3 separate regions of the Sus scrofa genome follow, and regions 1 and 3 are each linked to region 2. The links are chromatin contacts, called in public HiChIP or PLAC-seq maps. All regions are on one chromosome and are shown on one strand. The core of a region is the stretch at or near the end of the contact, and the rest is flanking DNA. Distances in the headings are between cores, read along the strand shown. Region 1 holds the start of SIGLEC11 (sialic acid-binding Ig-like lectin 11). Region 2 holds the start of ZNF473 (zinc finger protein 473). Region 3 holds the start of IZUMO2 (izumo sperm-egg fusion protein 2).

Region 1 (2,700 bases), core at 66-2,565, 45 kb after region 2:
TCCCTGTGTCCCCAGGGCCCTTGCGTCCTACCTGTGCAATTTCCTCGAGAGATGCCGATGGCCAGGTTCCGGGGAGCATCTAGAGCAGTGAGGAAGGGAGTCAGAGCTGGCTTTCCTCCCCCAACCCCATCCCGGGGGAAGTGCAGAAATAGGAAGCAAAGCAGAACAGGGCCTGCCTCCTCCCCGCCACCCCTCCCAGGCCCCTGGCCTCTGGGCCGCCAGCGCCCATCCCGCCCCCCCGCAGGTGCCCGCCATCCCAGGTCCTGCGCTCACATGACACGTTGAGCTGGAGGGTCCACTCCGTGCTCACACCAGCCCTGGGGAAGGTCACCCGGAAAGTGAGGTCGGTGCCATGGTCCTGGGGGCGGGGGGTGAGCAGGATCTCTGAGGAGTTAGAGGCAGCTGAGGCGTCCGGGGCAGCCCCCATCCAGGAGATGGTGGGGGGCGTGGCCCAGTCACAAGCGCCTGGCAGGGAGCACGTCAGGTGGCTGCCGGAGCCAGATGCCAGGGGCTCCTTGATGTAGATATCAGGGGTCCATGTCAGTGCTGGAGAGGAAAGAGGGAGAGGCCAGATCCCAGAGGGGACCCCCGCGGGGGCCCAACCCTGATCTGTCACTATCCCCCTTAGAGATGAGAGGCAGGGACCACCTCTCGCTCGCCCCCTGCTGTGGTCAGTTCCTGGGGACCACTCTGTACCTGTCACGTTCACAGTGAGCAGACTACGTCTGAAACTGTATTTCACCTCAGCTCCTCTCACCAGCTGAAAATAATAGCTTCCACTGTCCCTCTTCCTGGCGTCTCTGATGCTCAGGGAGCAGTTGTTGGCCCCGGGGTCCCCGGAGAGGTCGAATGGGAATTTCCTCCTCTTTTGTGCGGCCCTGACGGGGTGGTTTGTGGCCACAATGACATCATTTTGGGGTTTCTCCTCTTTCCGCATCCAGTAGCCGTAGGCGGGAGTAGCGTCATTCCAGCCCGTCCAGGGTTAGGAGATGGTGCAGGGCACAAGGACGCATAGACCCTCCGGCACTGTCACAGATTCCTGCACTTGGAGCTGGTACCATGGGTCCCTCTGCGGGGACACTGGGGGCAGGGACACAGAGGCTCAGCTGCAGCCCCAGCCCCCGCCCCAGCCCCGGACCCCCTCTCCCCACCTACCGCTCACCCATGCGCAGCAAGAGCAGCAGCAGCGGCAGCGGCAGCATCTTCACGTCCATGGGGTCAGGACTTCTCAGGACTGTCCACCTTCTGGACCTGCCTGTCTGTCCTAGAAGGAAGCTCCAACAGGAAGCTTCTGGGGGAGAAGGGGCACTGCCTATCTGCAAAAGAGCAAAAGAGGAAGCTCAGAATCGCAGAGGTCTGGAATACATCTCTTCTGACTTCTCCTTTCATGGATGGAGGCATCAGGGCAGGGGGCGGGGGGTGGCGGGGGGAGCCTGCAGGGCTCAGCCTAGGGGGAGGGCAGTGCCGGGAATGGGGCTCTGAAGGCAAACAGGTGAGGAAGGGCGCCAGGTGAGGTGCTGGAGGCAGGGATTCCCTCACTCACTTATTCATTCACTCACTCATTCGTGCGCCAGCAAACATCTCTCTACTCTATGCAGGTGCTGGGGACAGAGGAGGGCCTCCCAACTCCTGCCTTTCCCTGTATGACCCCAAACCCAATGTCCTCCTCAGGCTCCCCAAGGACCCTCAACCCCTTGACCCCGCACCTGTCTTGGGGCCGAGTGTGTGTCCACACAAGGCCCTGGGCTCCACATTAAGAAATTACGGCACAAGGCCCCAGGCTCAGAAGGGCCTGGGGTTTGATGAACTGAGGTTGCCATCTTGAAATTCCCAATAATTTTATCTTTGGATTTGCACTTTGTGAATAAAGTCTAATGGGATAAGGAGGAGGCACCGGGGGAATCAGAACCTTGGATCACACGCAGGTGATCTGGGGATGTCTTGCATCCAGGGACAGGCTCTCTGCCCCACTCCCCCCCGCCCTGTCCCTGCATGCCTCCAGCTGGGTACAGGAAGGGGAGGGGTGTGGTGAGCTGAGAGGTGAGCGCCTGTGAGGGTCTCTACTGCCCACCCCCTACCCCCATCAAGCCCTATGGATTGGATATTAACTAGCAAATAAAAAATACTATGAACAAAATGTGGTCCAGCCACACAATGGAATATTACTCAGCCGTCAACAGGAATGCAGCCCTGACACACACTACAATGTGAGGGCCCTCAAAAGATTACGCCAAGCCAAAGACGCCAGACACAAAAGACTACATAATCCAGGATTCGTCTTTGGGAAGGAAGCAATTCAACCTGCAAGAGGCTCCAATAAAAACGGTGGTCAGGAGTTCCTGTCGTGGCTCAGCAGAAACGAATCTGACTGGCATCCATGAGGATACAGGTTCAATCCCCAGCCTTGCTCAGTAGGTTCAGGATCCAGTGTATTGTGGTGTAGGTCGCAGACAAGGCTCAGATCCTGCATTGCTATGGCTGTAACATAGGCCAGCGGCTACAGCTCCGATTTGACCCCTAGCCTGGGAACCTCCATATGCCATGGGTTTGGCCCTTAAAAAAAAAAAAGGGCACACACAGGCACAAAAACTCCATCCAGGTTTGTGCTCTGTACATGCTGTCACACACATTCTTGCTGAATGTATTAGCTTTGGGTTGCCATAAGATAGCACACACCAGGAGTTCCCGTCGTGGCGCAGT
Region 2 (2,765 bases), core at 257-2,756:
CCCACAAGCCTCCAGAGTCCTCAGCGATCCCAGCCCCGGCGTCTCCTCACCTCGAGACTGGTCCGCAGAGTTGGCACACGCGCCTTCTTGCAGCCACTTCCGTTGCGGAGAGAATATCAGAACTACTCCAGCCGGGAGCCTCCGCGAGCCAACGCCAAGACTCCGTTTCCCAGAGGGCTGTGCGAACTTCTCTTATCTTCTCATCTGCCCTAGCGTCTTCGTCGTTGGAGGGCCCGCTGAGCACGCTGGGAAATAAATAGAAAGAATTGGCACCAAGTGTCATCTGGGCATTGTAGTCCAGCTTTCGAAGACATTCTAATCATGTTATCCTGCCTTTTGGAGAAGACCGGGAGGTTTTTCCATTTCTGAAGGCGACAACTAGAGGGTTGCCGTGGAAACACGTTGAGGAAGAACCTGAATTCCTGAGGGAACACGCGAGAAGGTAAGGGTGGGGTTGAGGCGGAAGAAATGAGACTTTGACCTCTGATTGGTGGAGATATGCCTCGTATTCCATCCCTCCTTACGATTGGCTCCACAGGGCACATGCGTTGTAGAATCACGACGCATTCCACGGAAGGTGAGACGGGGTTGGGCGATGAGGGAATAATCCCTCCCCCACTTTTGAGTCAGAGGGCTGACCTGCCGCGAAGGTGCCTGGGAAATGAAGTAACCAGGTAGTCATAGCCCGCGGGCAGTCCGGAGGCCAGGTTGGACTGCGCGGGCGCAGTCCTCCCTCTGGCGAGAGGATGCGCGCGCAGCACCTTCTGCCTGGGCGGAAGTTTCTCCGGGGCAACTGAGAAGGTCGGTCCTGGTTCCCCTGGAAGATTCGAGGGTCAGGCTGCAAATATCTGCCCCCCCCCCCCCCCGCTCCCAGGCTCACCAAATCCAGAGGTGAGGGGAAAGCGAGGCGAACCAGGGGCAGGTCTCCAGACACCCTAGCCACAATTCGGTCGTCAGCACGACCCTTTATGGGAGGCCGAGCCCGCAGGAGCGGGGGTCGGGGTTCGGGGTGAAAGAGACTTCTGGGCGTCGGGATCACCGGCTGGTTTCTGCTGTCTCAAGCTTAGTTGGGTTCTTGGTGGTGGGCGTGGCTAGTGGAGAGTTTGTCAGACGCCCCGCCTTAGTACTACGTCATCCCTGGGTTCTGTAGGGGGCGGGGTCGAGACGTATTAGCTCTCCTGACGGAAGGTGGAGTCTTACCTTAAGCTCCTCTTCTGTTTTTGGTCTCAGAAGTTTCCAGGAGAGACAAAGTACTTAACACATAGCAGATGTTCAGTAAATATTTGCAGAATAAATAAAGTAAATGGATGAATAAATGCTAAAGGTTGACCTGAATGTTGGAGCCTTGGTTTTAAGTCCTGAACTAACAGCATGACCTTGGTCTGCTGACTTCAAGACTCTGAGATTCCCTTCTTTCTTCTATCTATATTTTTTGAGAGTTTATCTCCATCCGATTTACTTTTTTTTTTCCATCTGACTTATTAAACACTTACTTATTTGTTTAGTAAACTTGTCTTCCCCCACTGGAATGTGAGCTATGTCGGTCAGGAGCCTTGTTTCCTTTGCTACTGTATCCGCAGCAAGTTGGCACATCTTAGGAGTCCAGTGAGTACTTATTGAATGAATGAATGACCTTAGCACAGACTGGCTACGTAGCCAAAGCTCAGTGAATGTTAACTAGTATCTTTTATCTACATGTGCAGTGACCCTGAGTCAGCCTCTGTACCTTTTTTCACTTACAGGACACTGTTTAGATGGAGTTTTCAGCCCAGTGAATCTGAGGGCCATCTGTGACCCATAAAGGTACCATCCCCTCAGGCACATGCCCCTTAAAGCCAGTTCCCCTCCAATAGCCTGCTCCTCCTCCATCTCCTGTATGTTGCTTCTCTCAGACTTCACTCCCAAGAGGAAGGTTATCATGGACATGGCAGTGGTCCAGGCACTTGCTCATCCCTGGAGGCCATCTTTATCCAGCGGCACTCGGTAGCTGGGGAAATTCCACTGAAAGCAAAGACACTTAATACCACCACTGGGAGTTCCTGTCATGGCTCAGCAGAAACAAATCTGACTAGCATTCATGAGGATGCAGGTTTGATCCCTGGCCTCGCTCAGTGGGTTAAGGATCTGGCATTGCCCTGAGCTGTGGTGTAGGCCAGGGGCTACAGCTCCAATTCAGCCCCTAACCTGGAACCCTCCATATGCCGTGGGTGAACCCTAAAGAGATTTAAAACAAAAAACCAAAAACCACCACAGAAGTTCCCACTATGACACAATGGGTTAAGAATCTGGCATTGCTACAGCTGGGGCGTAGGTTGCAGCTCAGATTTGATCCCTAGCCCAGGAGCTTCCATAGACTGCAGATGTGGCCAAAACAAGCAAACAAAAAAGCCACAAATTTTCAGATTTTATTTACCCAAGTACCTAGCAAAGTCTTTTAAATGTAGACCATGCTCCAGTAACAAGGACCCCCAAATCTCAGTAGCTTAACCCAAACACAAGGATTAATACAAAGTTTGGAACAACTCTCCAGGGTAGCTATCCTCTAGACAATTTTGATCTCGTGGCTCCAGCATCAACATGGGCTTCAGGATTATTGTGGCAGTGGTGACTCTTCTAGCTTAAAAATGTTCACCAGGATTTCCCGTCATGGCTCAGTGGAAATGAATTTGACTAGTATCCATGAGGACACAGGTTTAATCCCTGGCCTCCAGCAGTGGGTTAAGGATTCGGTATTGCTGTGAGCTATGGTATAGGTTGCAGACTCA
Region 3 (2,700 bases), core at 123-2,622, 61 kb before region 2:
CAAAATAATAGTTAACTGAGTTATGCAGGTTTTTCAGATGGTGGTATGTTTCCTTGCACAGCGTTTGGGAAGCTCTTGGTTCGGTCCCATGTTCAGGAGCTCATGCTGGTAGATAATGGCTCAAATGAGGCTTGTGAAGTCCCCCGATTGAAATTCTCTCCTCTATTTGTGGCCTAGCATGCAGTTGGTGCCTAGTAGGTGTCATGTGCATTGAATTCGCTGGGATAAAATTAACTGGGGGCTTTGGTTGAGAATCACTTAAGGTGTCATGGGCTGATTAGACCACAAGACGGTGATCACACCCAAGCGAAATTCTCTCCTGTTTCTCTCCTGCCAAGCACAGGGATGAGGCCTAATGGGGATCATTTGAAGTGAATCAGATGTGATTAAATTCAATGAGGTTAATGGGGAGAAAGACTCAGGGAGCACCCCATGACACCTTAAGTGATTCTCCCCTTTATACCCCAATTAATTTAATCACATCTGATTCACTTCAAGTGATACCTATTAAGCATCATTATGTGCGAGGCCAGCGATGTTCAATTTAAATATAATTCAAACCCCCTAAGTAATCAGATTTCTGCTGGCCACATGAAAAAGGTAAAAATGGACAGTGACATTAATTATATTCTATTTAACTCAATACAGCAAAATAGTATCACTTCAAAGTGCAACTAATATAAAAAAAGTTTTTTACCTTTTATTACACTGAACCTTTAAAATGATCTTAGGACAGCACAGGTCAATTCCGACACTGATTTTTTCATTAATGACACTTTCTCTCTTTTTAGATTTCATACCTTTTACAGCTGAAGTAGTAGATTCACATACTTCAGTTCTTCCAAACATGTTTAAGGCAGTCTCAATAACTGAATTGAGAATCCATTTTTTGCAATCTACGTTTAAATCCATTACAGCCCAATACAATTTAAAGTTCAGATTTCGGTTTTTGTTTTGGGGTTTTTTGTTTTACAGTTTACAGTTCGGATTTCGGTTTTTGTTTTGGGGTTTTTCGTTTGTGGGTTTTTTGTTTATTTGTTTGTTTGTTGGCCGTGCTCATGGCATGCAGAAGTTCCCAGGCCAGGGATCAAATCCCATTCACAGCAGTGACAGTGAGAAATCCTAAACTGTTGGGACACCAGGGAACACCACTGCACCCTTGGGATAAGGTAGGTATATTTTTATCCTCATTTTAGGGAGGAGGAAACAGACAGAAATGGAAAATGACTTTTTTCCAAATATTGATTTATTTATTTGCTTTTTAGGACAGCACCTGAGGCATATGAAGTTCCCAGGTTAGGGGTCCGACTGGCTGCAGTGTGGGTCTAAGCCACACTACAGCTCAGGGCAACCGCTGGATCCCCTTACCCACTGAGCAGGGCCAGAGATCGAACCCGCATGCTCATGGATACTGGTTGGGTTTGTAACCTTCTGAGCCAAAACTAGAACGCCCTCAAATATTTATTGACTGTTGTATGTCAGATTCCTTCCTAGGGGTTGGGGCCATAATAAATACTTGCCTCAGTGATCCATCACGGGCCTAGAACAGGGACTGGCCGGTAAGAGGTGCTCAGTAAATATATGTTGAACTAATGAATGTAAGTGGTGAAAACAGCAGGGATTTTTGTGGTTTTCTCAGCTCTAACCCCAGCTCCTGGAACAGCACCTGGCACACAGTAGGTGCTCAATACGCATATGTTGAAAAAAATGACCGTAAACGCGAAGAAGCCTGGGCAGAGGCCTCTGTTTTTCGAGACTCTCTCCTTCGCTCCCAGTCCCGTGCCTGGCACATAGTAGGTGCTCTGCAAGCACGCGCCTGCGCACGCGAGCGTTTCTCCTTGGGCCTCCCTGACTCCGCCCCTGCCTGGGGGAGGAGCCTGCCGGGTTCTCTCTGTGACGTCACAAAGGCCTCCGCCATGCCTCCGGCCTTGGCCCTTCTGCTGCTCCTGGGCCTGAGCGCCCGCCGAGGCTGGGGCTGCCTGCAGTGTGACCTCTCGGTGCTGGAGGCCCTGAGCCAGCTGCGTGTCGCTCTCATCCCCAGCCGCTTCCAAGTACAGCAGCTGCGGGCCCGCGCTCAGGCCCTGCTGCTGGGCATGGAGGGGCCCTTCTTCCGAGACTACGCGCTGAATGCCTTTGTGGGGAGAGTGGGTGCGTACTGAGGGGGGTGGTGCCCAGTCCGGGGGCGGGGGCGGGGGCGGGGGTGGGGGGCAAAGAGACCAGCCGGGTAGCCTCGGGCGGGGGAGATGATGGCTCTGGGGGCTCCGCCCCCAAGAGGGGAAGGGCGGGGCCCGTCCCGGAGGGAGATGGAGGGACCCACTGGAATTTCCTCCCTTCTCGCCCCAGGGATAGAACAGCTGGACCTTGTGGCGTCCTTTATCAAGAATCAAACAAACAGCTTAAAGGTTAATTCTCTGAGAGGTAGGAGCTAAGTGGGAAAGCCTTTTCCCAGCCCCCTTCCGCCGCCTCCTTTTCCACCTGTGCACCATGCCTTCTCGTCATATAAAAATAAAAGCAAACACGCGTATAGCCTTTAGTGTGTGTCTGGCAGGGTTCTAGAAGAGTCTAGGACAGTTCATCAAGGGAGGCCCTATGGTGATCTGCCGTTTATAGAGGGGGAGGCTGAGGCTAAGACAGGCGGCGTGCTCCAAAGTCGCACAGCTGGGAACTACAGAGCTGAGGATTTCGAACCTGAGACAGCAG

What was found. HiChIP or PLAC-seq counts read pairs in DNA pulled down with a chosen protein or histone mark.
Region 1: a contact with region 2 is called in an H3K27ac HiChIP or PLAC-seq map of alveolar macrophages. The contact joins the promoter of SIGLEC11 here to the promoter of ZNF473 in region 2. A contact is called at or near these places in 4 of 47 Hi-C or Micro-C datasets (adipocytes, embryonic fibroblasts and epiblast stem cells) and 1 of 2 datasets of contacts at active chromatin or transcription factors (alveolar macrophages).
Region 3: a contact with region 2 is called in an H3K27ac HiChIP or PLAC-seq map of alveolar macrophages, with 2.8 times the contacts expected there. The contact joins the promoter of IZUMO2 here to the promoter of ZNF473 in region 2. A contact is called at or near these places in 1 of 5 promoter capture datasets (liver), 5 of 47 Hi-C or Micro-C datasets (embryonic fibroblasts, heart right ventricle, liver and 1 more) and 2 of 2 datasets of contacts at active chromatin or transcription factors (alveolar macrophages and skeletal muscle).

What each region holds. Positions count from the first base shown.
Region 1 is chr6:54,962,623-54,965,322 of Sscrofa11.1, reverse strand. SIGLEC11 (sialic acid-binding Ig-like lectin 11) reads right to left here and starts at 1,315. Exons shown (of 10, transcript XM_013998680.2): 1 at 1,163-1,315; 2 at 274-1,080; 3 at 32-79. The coding sequence starts at 937.
Region 2 is chr6:55,007,993-55,010,757 of Sscrofa11.1, reverse strand. It overlaps ZNF473 (zinc finger protein 473), which reads right to left and starts at 1,506. Exons shown (of 6, transcript XM_021094774.1): 1 at 334-1,506; 2 at 51-245. It overlaps VRK3 (inactive serine/threonine-protein kinase VRK3), which reads left to right. Exons shown (of 16, transcript XM_013998683.2): 2 at 1-442; 3 at 1,743-1,803.
Region 3 is chr6:55,068,609-55,071,308 of Sscrofa11.1, reverse strand. IZUMO2 (izumo sperm-egg fusion protein 2) reads left to right here and starts at 1,372. Exons shown (of 6, transcript XM_021094780.1): 1 at 1,372-2,148; 2 at 2,344-2,418. The coding sequence starts at 1,593.